Regions from separate parts of the Mus musculus genome. Here region 1 is linked to region 2. The links are chromatin contacts, called in public promoter capture Hi-C maps. All regions are on one chromosome and are shown on one strand. Each heading gives the region's core, a stretch centred on a gene start, on an enhancer-like site or on the middle of the called end of the contact. The rest is flanking DNA. Distances are from core to core; before and after follow the strand shown. Region 1 holds the start of Klra1 (killer cell lectin-like receptor, subfamily A, member 1). Region 2 holds the start of Klrd1 (killer cell lectin-like receptor, subfamily D, member 1).

The links. Promoter capture Hi-C pulls out the DNA fragments that hold promoters and counts their contacts.
Region 1: a promoter capture Hi-C map of pre-B cells shows a contact between it and region 2, with 4 times the contacts expected there. The contact joins the promoter of Klra1 here to the promoter of Klrd1 in region 2. A contact is called at or near these places in 5 of 39 promoter capture datasets (the 3T3-L1 cell line, the HPC-7 cell line, cranial neural crest and 1 more) and 2 of 9 other capture datasets (liver and macrophages).

What each region holds. Positions count from the first base shown.
Region 1 is chr6:130,384,692-130,390,761 of GRCm38.p6, reverse strand. Klra1 (killer cell lectin-like receptor, subfamily A, member 1) reads left to right here and starts at 3,888. Exons shown (of 9, transcript NM_016659.3): 1 at 3,888-3,935.
Region 2 is chr6:129,589,679-129,595,490 of GRCm38.p6, reverse strand. It overlaps Klrd1 (killer cell lectin-like receptor, subfamily D, member 1), which reads right to left and starts at 3,681. Exons shown (of 6, transcript NM_010654.4): 1 at 3,654-3,681; 2 at 1,909-2,001; 3 at 1,701-1,763; 4 at 1-81. The coding sequence starts at 3,660.

The sequences.
Region 1 (6,070 bases), core at 2,639-5,138, 800 kb before region 2:
CCACCAGAAAACTCCTAAACCCGATAAACAGCTTCAGTGAAGTAGGTGGATACAAAATTAACTCAAACAAATCAATGGCCTTTCTCTACACAAAGGAAAAAACAGAATGAGAAAGAAATTAGGGAAACAACACCCTTCACATTTGTCACGAAAAATATAAAATACCTTGGTGTGACTGAGGAAGTGAAAGATCTGTATGATAAGAACTTCAAGTCTCTGAAGAAAGAAATCAAAGATCTCAGAAGATGGAACGACCTCCCATGCTCATAGATTGACAGGGTTAATATAGTAAAAATGGCTATCCTGCTGGAAGCAATCTACCTATTCAATGCAATCCCCATCAAAATTCCAACTCAATTCTTCACTGAGTTAGAAGAGGCAATATGCAAATTTATCTGGAATAACAACAACAACAACAAAAAAAAAACCTAGGATAGCAAAACCTATTCTCAACAATAAAAGAACCTCTTGTGGAATCACCATGCCTGATCTCAAGCTATACTACAGAGCAATTGTGATAAAAACTGCATAGTACTGGTACAGCAACAGATAGGTAGATCAATGGAATAGAATTGAAGACCCAGAAATGAACCCAAACACCTATGGTCACTTGATCTTTTAAAAGGGAGCTAAAATAATTCAGTGGAAAAAAAACAGCATTTTCAACAAGTGGTGCTGGCACAGCTGGCCGTTATCATGTTGAAGAATGAGAATTGAACCATTCTTATCTCCTTGTACAAAGCTCAAGTCTAATCGGATCAAATACCTCCACATAAAACCAAAGACACTGAAATTAATAGAGGAGGAAGTGGGGGAAAGCCTCGAAGATATGGGCACAGGGGGAAATTTTTCTGAACAGAACAGCAGTGGCTTGTGCTTTAAGATCAAGAATCGACAAATGGGACCTTATAAAATTGCAAACCTTCTGTAAGGCAGAAGACACTGTCAGTAAGAAAAAAAAAGCCACCAACAGATTGGGAAAGGGGTTTTACCAGTCCTAAATCTGATAGGTGACTAATATCTAATATATATAATTAACTCAAAAAGCTGGACTCCAGAAATTCAAATAACCCCATTAAAAAATGGGATACAGAGATAAATAAATAATTCTCAACTGAAGAATACAGAAGGGCTGAGAAGCACCTGAAGAAAGGTTCAACATCCTTAATCATCAGAAAAATTCAAATAAAAAAATCCTGATATTCTACCTTAGACCAGTCAGAATGGCTAAGATCAAAAATTCAGGTGACAGCAGATGCTGGCGAGGATGTGGAGAAAGAGGAACACTACTCCATTGCTGATGGGATTGCAAACTTGTACAACCACTCTGAAAATCAGTCTGGTAGTTCCTCAGAAAATTGGACATAGTACTATTAGAACTTCCAGCAATACCTCTCCTGGGCATATACCCAGAAGATGTTCCAACTGGTAATAAGGACACATGCTCCACTATGTTCATTGCAGTTTTATTTATAGTAGCCAGAAGCTGGAAAGATCCCAGATGTCGCTCAACAGAGGAATGGATACAGAAAATGTGGTACATTTACACAATGGAGTATTACTCAGCTATGAAAAATGGATGGATCTGGAGGATATAATCCTGAGTGAGGTAAGCCAGTCCTAAGAGAAGTCACTTGATATGTATGTACTTACTGAAAAGAGGATATTAAGAAACTTACCATACCCAATATACAATTTGCAAAACACATGAAACTCAAGAAGAAGGAAGACCAAAGTGTGGGTACTTCATTCCTCCTTAGGATAGTGAACAAAATACCCATGGAAAGAGTTACAGAGACAAGTTTAGACCTGAGACAAAAGAATGAACCGTCCAGAGACTATCGCATCCAATAATCAGTCAACAAATGCAGACACTATTGCATATGCCAGCAAGATTTGCTGAAAGGACTCTGATATAGGTATCTCTTGTGAGGCTGTGCCAGTGCCTGGCAAATACAGAAGTCTATGCTCATTGACATCTATTGGATGGAACACGGCCCCCAATGGTATAGCTAGAGAAAGTACCCAAGGAGCTGAAGCAGTCTGCAACCCTATAGATAGAACAACAATATGAACTAACCAGTACCCCCAGAGTTAATGTCTCTAGCTGTGTATGTAGCAGAAGATGGCCTAGTCAGCCATCATTGGGAAGAGAGGTCCCTTGATCTTGAAAACTTTATATGCCCCAGTACAGGGAATGCCAAGGCCAAGAAGTGGAAGTGGTTGGGTAGGGTAGCACAGCAGAGGGGGTGGAGTATATGGAACTTGTGGGATATCATTTGTAATGTAAATGAAGAAAATATCTAATAAAAAAATTGAAAAAAAACTGGTGTGTGGTAAATTAATTTTAAAACTCTTACATCTCTGTAAATTCTCCTGGTTTTCCTTCCAAAAAATTAATTAATTAAAAATTAAAAAAATAATTAAAAACAGCCAAAATAGTACTCACAAGCTGTCTTTTTACTTATCCTAAACACATCATTTTTCTCTTTAAAAACCATGCATATGAGACCTCCTACTCAGGTGCCAAATACATTCATTTCTTCTTTTTAAGCTGTAATCATTTCACAAAGTGTCTCAGAAAAATAACTTCAATATACACTTATCACTTATTATTTCAGTAACGCTGAAATATAATTTTCCTTGCTGGACAAAATTAGTATTATCAAAAAGAATTTCTATCATTTCAAATTATTTTTTATTTTTTATTTGGTTTTTAATGTTTATTATTTTTGTGTGGATGTATGTGCATGTGTGTACATAGATGTACATATAAGTAATTCTATATTCTAATTCAATACAATGTTTCATTAACTCATTACCTTCAACAATATAAGCTTCAAAATTTAATAACTGTGTATTTGATTGTTTGTTTTATAGTGATTTGGTGGTAATAAAATCACTACAGGCAAGGGAGACTGTACATATTTCAGTATGGCAAGTCTTCATGATGATGACTGTGGTAAAAGATAGCCATGTACCTGTGAAAAGAGAATGGACTAAGTCCCTGCATCAGTGAGCAGTGCAAAGGAAAGTTAAAAATGAAATGTTGTCTTCTTTGTGTGTTTCATGCAATGCTTTGTGACTAGTTATCAGCTAAAAGTTTTAACCATAGGTCTCAGTCTGCTGTGTGAACAGAGAGATGAGCTGTTAAGGCAAGAAATGTTGTTCTGAAATCTGGCTTAACAGAGCAGAAGTCATCTTCCCTCCTGGGACACAGAGAAGCTTGGGTCAGGAGAATGGACAACCTTTGCTCCAACGCCCTGGGGAGTCATGTTTTTCCTGAATGACACACAGAGCAATATAGAGAACCCTATAAATAAGGCACATACCACATTGTCACTAGGATATTTCTATATCCCAGGACTTTGACTGCACACATAATAACTAGTTTGTAGTTGTTAGTGTCTGTTTGTTGTTTAGTTACTATTTGTTGTTCTTTGTTGTAGATAAATTTATCCTTTTAAAAAGTTTTTGTTTGCTGTCAAATATAATTTCAGACTTCATGACTAGTTACTAGTTATTGCTTATTACATTCCTGAATTATCTTCCTCATTTCCTTGCTCTTAGTGCTTGAGCCCATGAAGGACTATGTGTTTAGGCATATAAGGCAGAGTATAAAAATTGTTGTGAGTATAAATGCACAGGGTGGATACAATCACAGGAAATCTCAAAATAGAGCTGTTTGTGGTTTTCCTAAGATCTGTGAAGTTTACCATATTTCATGGTGTAAATGTAGCACCTTAAAAGACAGATGCACCAAGAGGTGGGGCACTGGACTGGATAAGCAAGTCCTCCCAGTGAAGCAAGTGATCAGCGTATTCTTGTGGGATGGCTGGTGACTACACCAGGTTTCCCTGGCCTCGGCCTGGGACAGGAAGAGCAGTTTGCAACTGTGCAATGATAGTACTACAGTCCAAGGGTGTGACTGGAAGGTTTGAATGTGGGATTAATATTGTGTCTGTGTCAACATAAAGTTGTGGTTTCAGAACTAAAGTCTTTTAAAACAAAGCCAGTGAAATAAATATATGTGCATTTACATATGTATATATATGTACATATATGTGTACATATACATGTAAATATATATGTACATATATGTTTATGTATATGTAAATATATACATATATATGTATATGTTTTGTGTGTATGTATGTACATATGTATATGTATTTTCGTATGTTTATGTGTGGTTTTGATTGCTTTTTTTTTCACAAAAATGTATTTAGAAGACAGAACTTAAGAAAACAAAACATTTTTCTCCTTTCTCTCTCCTGTGTTTTATTAGCTGGTAATGTAAGTTCCTTTACCTCCTGTATTATGCTGTGCTTTGGTCAAAGAAGCAAAACTGGAGTGTCACTCACTTTCATTCCATCTGCAGTCACTGTATATTTCAATGATATTGATGCTCTTTAACAGTTTACATTCATCTCTAAATTCAGAACTCAGTTGCACAGAACTTAGAGGAAGGTACTGCTCTTTTGCTTTACAGTTTGGGGACTGCTCCTATATCTGTTTAAACAAACCAACAAAGAAATCCATTCTGTGTTCAGTTTCAATTAACTACCCTCCTTCTTCATCAAGCACACTGGTGGGCTCCTCAGATTCTGCTAATGCTATAGTCACAATAATGAACAAACATCTCTGGAGTTTCTTCTCACAGTCATTGCACGATGTTGCAGGAGGCAAAGAATATTTGGAAAGCAGAAAGTCCTGTGCCCTGGGCATGTGATTAGCCTCCTTGTTAAGGATGACACCCTGTCAGCAGAGATAAGGATGCAAGAAGTCTCAGTGCCATTATTATTTCTGTGAACAGTGTGATATAAACCTATCAGATATGGGAGGAGTACTTTCTCTAGAGCAGCAATAGTTCAGGGATGTAGATATGTCAGCTTCTCTCTTTTTCTCATGTAGCATCCCTGTGCTGTTCTTCAAAACATTTGCACTCTTTGAAATGATTAGGTAGAAAATCTGCCCCGCTTTCTGTCTTCTTGAGACTAGAAGGCTTAAAAGCAAAGTTTTCTTGAAATATATGAGCTTCTGCATATACTCCTGATTGAAGTTAATCAAAACCTAGGAAGGAGATGGCACACTCTTGACTAACACTCTTGACTACGTGAAAAAATAGGCTTGAAGACTCAGGGTTTTGCTCAGTTTCATATGCTAGAAAAACTGGAGTATTGCCTTGGAATTGATAATCTTTTCTGTTGAATGCAACATTCTATCCATTTTCAGGTTATGATTACAAACATTATTTAAACTGGATGTGGTAATTCATACCTTAATCCCAAAACATGGGAAAGAGATTTGGGCAAACCAGGTGTCTATAGTGAGTTTCAGGTCAGCCAGGGCTAAATAGTAAAACCCTGACTCAGATACAACAAAACACAACAAAAGCTATTTGTGTATCTTTTTAAACCTCCACAGCAACCTCGTAAAGAAATGACTGTTCTAAATTGTGTGGTCAAAGAATTTGTGAATGATGGGACTTAAGAAATCTCAAGAGCCTTGGTTGGTGTTTTCACTCATGTCTAACCATCACCAAGATTCATACATTTAGGAAAGATAAAACCCCAGCCATTCTAAATGCTCATTGTGTCCATAATTTGTGCTTAATGATGTATTTGAAACTTAGTCTCAGTGTTAGATATACAGTGTCCTTAAGTCAGCCTACTGACTTCTTCAGTCTTTCCTGTGGAAAGCTGAGACAGCACAAGCATCTGCCTGCACTGGGACACAGAAACCACTTTCTTCAACAATGCTGTTACTCCTCCCCACTTCCCATATTCTCTAATTTTGTGTGTGTGTGTGTGTGTGTGTGTGTGTGTGTGTGTGTGTGTGTGTGTTTCAAATAAAGGGATTCCCCCTGGAGAAGTGGGTAGAGACCAAACAGACTACCTGGAGGTATTATGAAAGCATCCTCACTGTACTCGAGGAACTTCTCTTATACTTATGAGATAATATCTGTGTCAGGGGACCTGGGGTACATGATAATGGCAGACTTGAGTGGTGACTCAGAAATATATGGGTTAAATAACCAAAAAAAAATGGACTTTTGAAATATCTCAGA
Region 2 (5,812 bases), core at 2,432-4,931:
AAGACTTTTCTTCTTTGGAAATAAAGTAACAATTGCACTGATGCCCAACCCACTTGTCCAGGCAAACACAGCATTCAGAAACTAAAAGGCAAAGCACATCCTAACAGATTCCAACTTCTTTGGCACTCCTTGGCATTCAAAGATTATTTTGTTTGCTATTAATTTCTTTTCCTACAAACATTCCTTCAGAATGTGTAGTACACATCACATCTTGGTATTATTCATCTAAACGCTTTGCCTCGTGGAGAGGATATTCTAAAGATAGATTCAGAATGACATCATTCTCAATCCTTTGCTATGATTCGTGATAACTAGATGAGACGATAAAATAAATCTAGCCGATAGCAGAGAACAGGACGGGACCAGAGCTAGAAGAACAACTTTGAGGATGTACCCACAGCTGAGCATGTCGGTGAATGTCCAATAACTAGAGGAAACAAACTCACAGGGGAGACATCCCACAAATTCCCTAAGTCAGAGAAGGCTACAGTGCTTTAAAAGATTTTTTATTTTCTTTTTTAAAGCATGAACATATATAAGCCAACTAGCTTTAAATCTGATTGACAGTTTAGGGGTGACAGTGTATCTTTAGCACCTCTCTTCCTCAATAATAAATATCATGATACATTAAGGCACTCAAATCTTTATCACATAAATGGCACTAAAATTGAGATAAAATAAAAAATTAACTGTATGATCAGAAAGCTATAAACTTGAGGAGCATTAGAAAAAAAAATATTAAAATAGAGTTTGGGCCTATCCTTTATGAGTAAGGTCTATTCTTATAGAGATGTCTATACTGCATTCTGAAAAACAGAAGCCGGGCTGGTGAGATGGCTCAGTGGGTAAGAGCACCCGACTGCTCTTCCGAAGGTCCGAAGTTCAAATCCCAGCAACCACATGGTGGCTCACAACCATCCATAACGAGATCTGACGCCCTCTTCTGGAGTGTCTGAGGACAGCTACAGTGTATTTACATACAATAAATAAATAAATCTTTAAAAAAAAAAGAAAAACAGAAGCCAAAGAAAGAGAAGAATATGAAAGCGTAGTTTGTTAGAAAATGCAAAATAATATTTGTCTGTAATGTGTATTGTCATTTAACGAGTCGTGAACACTCGTTAGGAAACATGTATGTTCTGCTTCAGAATAGAGCGTTCTCTTTTTATGAGAATGATGACAATTTTATGGGAGACTTTGGACCTGAGATTTTCCTCCAAGATCTATATGTAAGAAAATTTGCATGCAAGTTGTGATAAGGCAGCAGTACCACCGACTTTTAAATGTGGGGTACAGTGGTTCTTTCTAGGGTGCTAGGGGAGGCTCTTACTTGGAGAGTGGCAGCTCTCCTCTTCATTTTCTCCTTCCTCCCCTTTGCTTTCTAGCTACTACATGAGTGGCTGATCACCCACACATGCTTCCACCGTGGCACAATGTCTCAACTGAGCTGCAAAAAAAAAAGGCAGGCAGGCCCAGAAGAACACAGTCCAAAACTTCTAAAACTCTGAGGAAAAAATGAACCTCTGCATGTAGTGTTTATATAAAGTATGTCTTACGCTGCTTACATTCAATGTAATTTTAATACAGAACAAAAAAAGGGCGGGGGGACCATTTTACTCAATGAAACCATGCTGTAGAATGAGCTTCTCTGTTTTATCCTCTCTGAGTCATGAAGATTTAGAAAGAAAAATGGAACCTACCTTCCTGGAATTCTACAGTGGTGGTTGGAGAAGGTGTTGATTGAATGTTCTGTATAGTAAATGCTATAAGAAATTATTATAGACTTGCTTAGTTTGACATGTATTTATGAAATAAAATATTACACATTAGAAAAATTAAATGTTTATTATTAAATTATTTAATCACAATGTTGATTTTTTTCCTATATACTTGCTTAGGAACACTTACAATTTATCAGCAAAACTCCCAAAGTAACCATCAAGAAAAGACATTTTATTCCAAAGATGACAGACATCAGTCTCCACCGAGTGATCCTAGAAACTATAAAAAAATACCAAACACATACATTAATGACTAACAGATGAAAGTGCAGACATAGAAGATGACGTTCTTTTTTTTCCTTTTTTTTATTAGATATTTTATTCATTTACATTTCAAATGCTATCCCCTTTCCTAGTTTCCTCTCCAAAAATCCCTATACCCTTCCCCTCCCCCTGCTCCCCAACCCACCCACTCCCACTTCCTGGCCCTGGCATTACCCTATACTGGGGCATATCATCTTTGCAAGACCAAAGACCTCTCATCCCATTTATGGCCAACTAGGCTATCCTTTGCTACATATGCAGGTAGAGACACGAGCTCTGGGGTTACTGGTTAGTTCATATTGTTGTTCCTCCTATAGGGTTGCAGACCCCTTCCCATCCTTGGGTACTTTCTCTAGCTCCTTCATTGTGGATGACGTTCTTAAGAACAGAAACCATTAAGAATGAACCTGAAAACTTCTTCCTTTAGTGGTGCAGACACCTCTCTCTAGTGGAACACTGGAGAACGAAGATGTTCCTTCAGAAGACCACCCATTAGCAATCTTTTGAAGTGGTATACCTTGTTCTTTGATGAGGTTATTCATACATATTTTCTGCCTCATTAGAGTCATTTACCTCTGACTCTTTAAATCAGCAGTGAAACTTATCTCTATGGTTAGAATAGATCCACAAGCAGTCATGACGCTTGGTGGGCTTGCTTAATAATCATTTTTTTCTCTCAAGAATGTCATGAATAAAAAGTTTTGTGTTAAAGAGATGATTTTTTAAAGGGGGAGGGGCAGTAATCACAATGCTATTTTCTTAAGATATAAAGTTAGTAAGGGCCCACTCAAAACCAAACAGAATATTGTCAAGACCTAGAGTCTGTTATTTATTATATACCATCCTTGTCAGGAGAATACCATGATGGAATGGGGTCCCTTTGAACACAGACCATTTTTTGATTAGTGGTTTGTTAATGTCTGCAGGAAAATAAAAAGGAACCTTCTAGACCTGGTATGGCAGGAGGTTCCATAACAAGCATAAATTGAGGATCTGGGTTCAATTAACAGCACCTTGAATTATGACACAAAGCCAGCCTTTGAATTTCTGTTCTTAAACATTATGTTAGGTCATATTCAAAATCACTTGCCTATTGGCTAAGATATTTCGATATGAGAAGAATCTGTATTAGTAACGCAATACTGTCAAAAATAGTTCTACTGCTAACAACAGCACACAGTGTCAGTGAGCCTGAGTGATTTTGCAAGGCCACAACACAGCAAGAAAAGTTATAAAGTTTTAAGTGTCCTTTATATTTGGCCATCTTTGTCCCCATGTTAGAAATATGGTGTGTGTTGATCAATTTAATTTCTGTTTTATTCTGAATTTAACATGATGCCTAATAGACACCACTTGCTAACTCAGTTAGGAAAAGTTTACAAAAGTATGCACTTCATAAAATCATGTTCAAGTTTCAAAACACAGAATCGAGAAAACAATGAACACAGAAAGCATCAAAGCACAGAAAGTCTAAAAATATCTACTGCAGATTATATGCTTTCTGTTTTATTTTTTTAAACCCTCCTTGAAGTTAGTTAATACAAGAGGCATCCTTCCTGGTTATTATTTTATCACTACTATTACATCTGCTGACAGGGGCACACATACCTGCCATGAGAAGTGATGTTCCAAGGATGGTGCAGAGATGTGTTTGTGCTTTTTAAAGAACGGTGTGGACCACAGGGCTGAGCAGGAAGCTACGGAGGAGACAGTAAGCATTAAAAGAGGAAGAAACACTGTGTGTTGTGGCGGTGCTATTGAATCATCTGTTGGTGGGACACAGATGCACAGTGGGAATGAGCAGAAGAAAGACTGCAAGCTTTGAACAAGACCCAGGAACCACTGCACACAGGAAATTTGCTCTTTTAGTTTTGGTACAAAACACCACAGCAAAATAAGGTTGGAGGAAGATTGTTTTCAATGTGCACACATCAAAGTCGTCCCTAAAAGCAGTTTAGAAAATAATGGAGAGGTGTATAAACCATGGTAAACTCACTTGGTATCATAAAATCCCACACAGAATTACTACCTTCAAAATAAAGAAATACTTATTTATTTTGTGTTAAACAAATTTTAAATCACATATTATCTGATCGCTTAATAAAGAAAATACCAAATTTGATAGTGGGGAAACTGAGGCACAGAAGTGCTGATTTGACTAAGGTTACTTAAGCTTGATGCCCAGTCTTTTACCAAAGCATACATGGAATTTATCTCAAACCAAGCACATCCTTGGACTTGCACATTCTGGGTTGATATTTCCCATCTTTAGTACAAACTGTTGGGATATCCAATACTTGTTCTGTGTTTCTGCTCCCTGATCACTGACCCCAACCATAGTCAGCAAGACCCAGAAAGAATTCAGTATTATTGTGTTTTCTCACTTTTCTTTCTTCCCTGATCTCTCTCCCTCTCCCCACCTTCTCTCTTCCCATCTCTCTCTCCCCAACACACACTTTTAATCTTCCCATTAATTCTTTCTAAACTACTAGCTATCCTTGATTTTGCTCTCATTTTGTACACAGGTAAATGAATTGTTTACACTCCTTGCCATCCCTCCTACTCATCTCCACTCAACACACATCTCATGTTCCCCAATCATCTCTCTTGAATATCTGATAAACTCTGGACAAATACTGTATACACCCCTATATATATGACCTTTACTTTTTTTTTTCTCTTAAAACTTCTGGAAACCTTGATGTTCCAACACATGGGAGTACACAGTGCTGACAAATTATCACCAGGCTGGCCTTTAAGGAAATAAATCAGGATTTGATACAGTTCAGTAACATTGGAATTGAGATCACAGAACATAGGGTGTTGAGCATCTCATAACTCACATAATACTCAGTGGGATATTGAGCTTCACTGAATCTGTTTCAGATAATAATAAATTCTTCCAATGTTCATCTCTTCCCTCTGCTTCCCCTGCTCTTAAGTCTACTGCTCTTTGAACAAAGAGAATTTGTTCAAAGCAAGTGGTGACTTTAATAATTACATCTTTGAAAGATTGAGGAAAGATCCGAGAAAGGGAATTTAATGCCCACTGAAGATGTGAGCAATGGAGAGTTCTCTATACCTAGACATGTGCACCTAGACTGTACAACAGCTTGGTAAAAGCATCCCAATGGAGATACTTATTTTTTTTTCAGTGCTTGTAAAGACTGTGCCCTCCCATTGTGCACCAGGCTACAAAGCACACTCCATTAAGGAGGCTTCCTGAAAAGGAAGATTCTGGCCTGCCATAAAGTCACTTGTAATCATGGTGATGAAAAACCCTCATAAACTCTAGTAGGTTTTGCTTGTTAAATCCCTTACATATTACATATTTTCGTTAGGCTATGTTAGTTTTCAAATTCGATGGAGTATCATTTCTTGCCAGGAATTATGGCACATACTTGTTATCCCAGTATGTGAAAAGCACAGGTGAGAGTTCAAAGCCAGTCTCAACTAATATATATTTGTGTGTGTGTGTGTGTGTGTGTGTGTGTGTGTGTATTGAAATAGGGAAGACTAAGAAAGTTGTATAAATGTGTTTTATTGATGACTAAGGCCATTTAATTCTCACAGAAATATAGGTATCTTTCAAAATATGTTACTATCTTCTTTTGTTAATCATAAATTTATTGTCATACCCCCCTTTTTTTTTATAAAAATTTCCCTTCTCCTTGTCCACAAACCAAAAAACAAAACATTTTCAGAGTTCACTCTCCAGTTGTCTGTCTAGTCACTTCCCTCTTCTTTCTGTATTTTAGCATCATCTA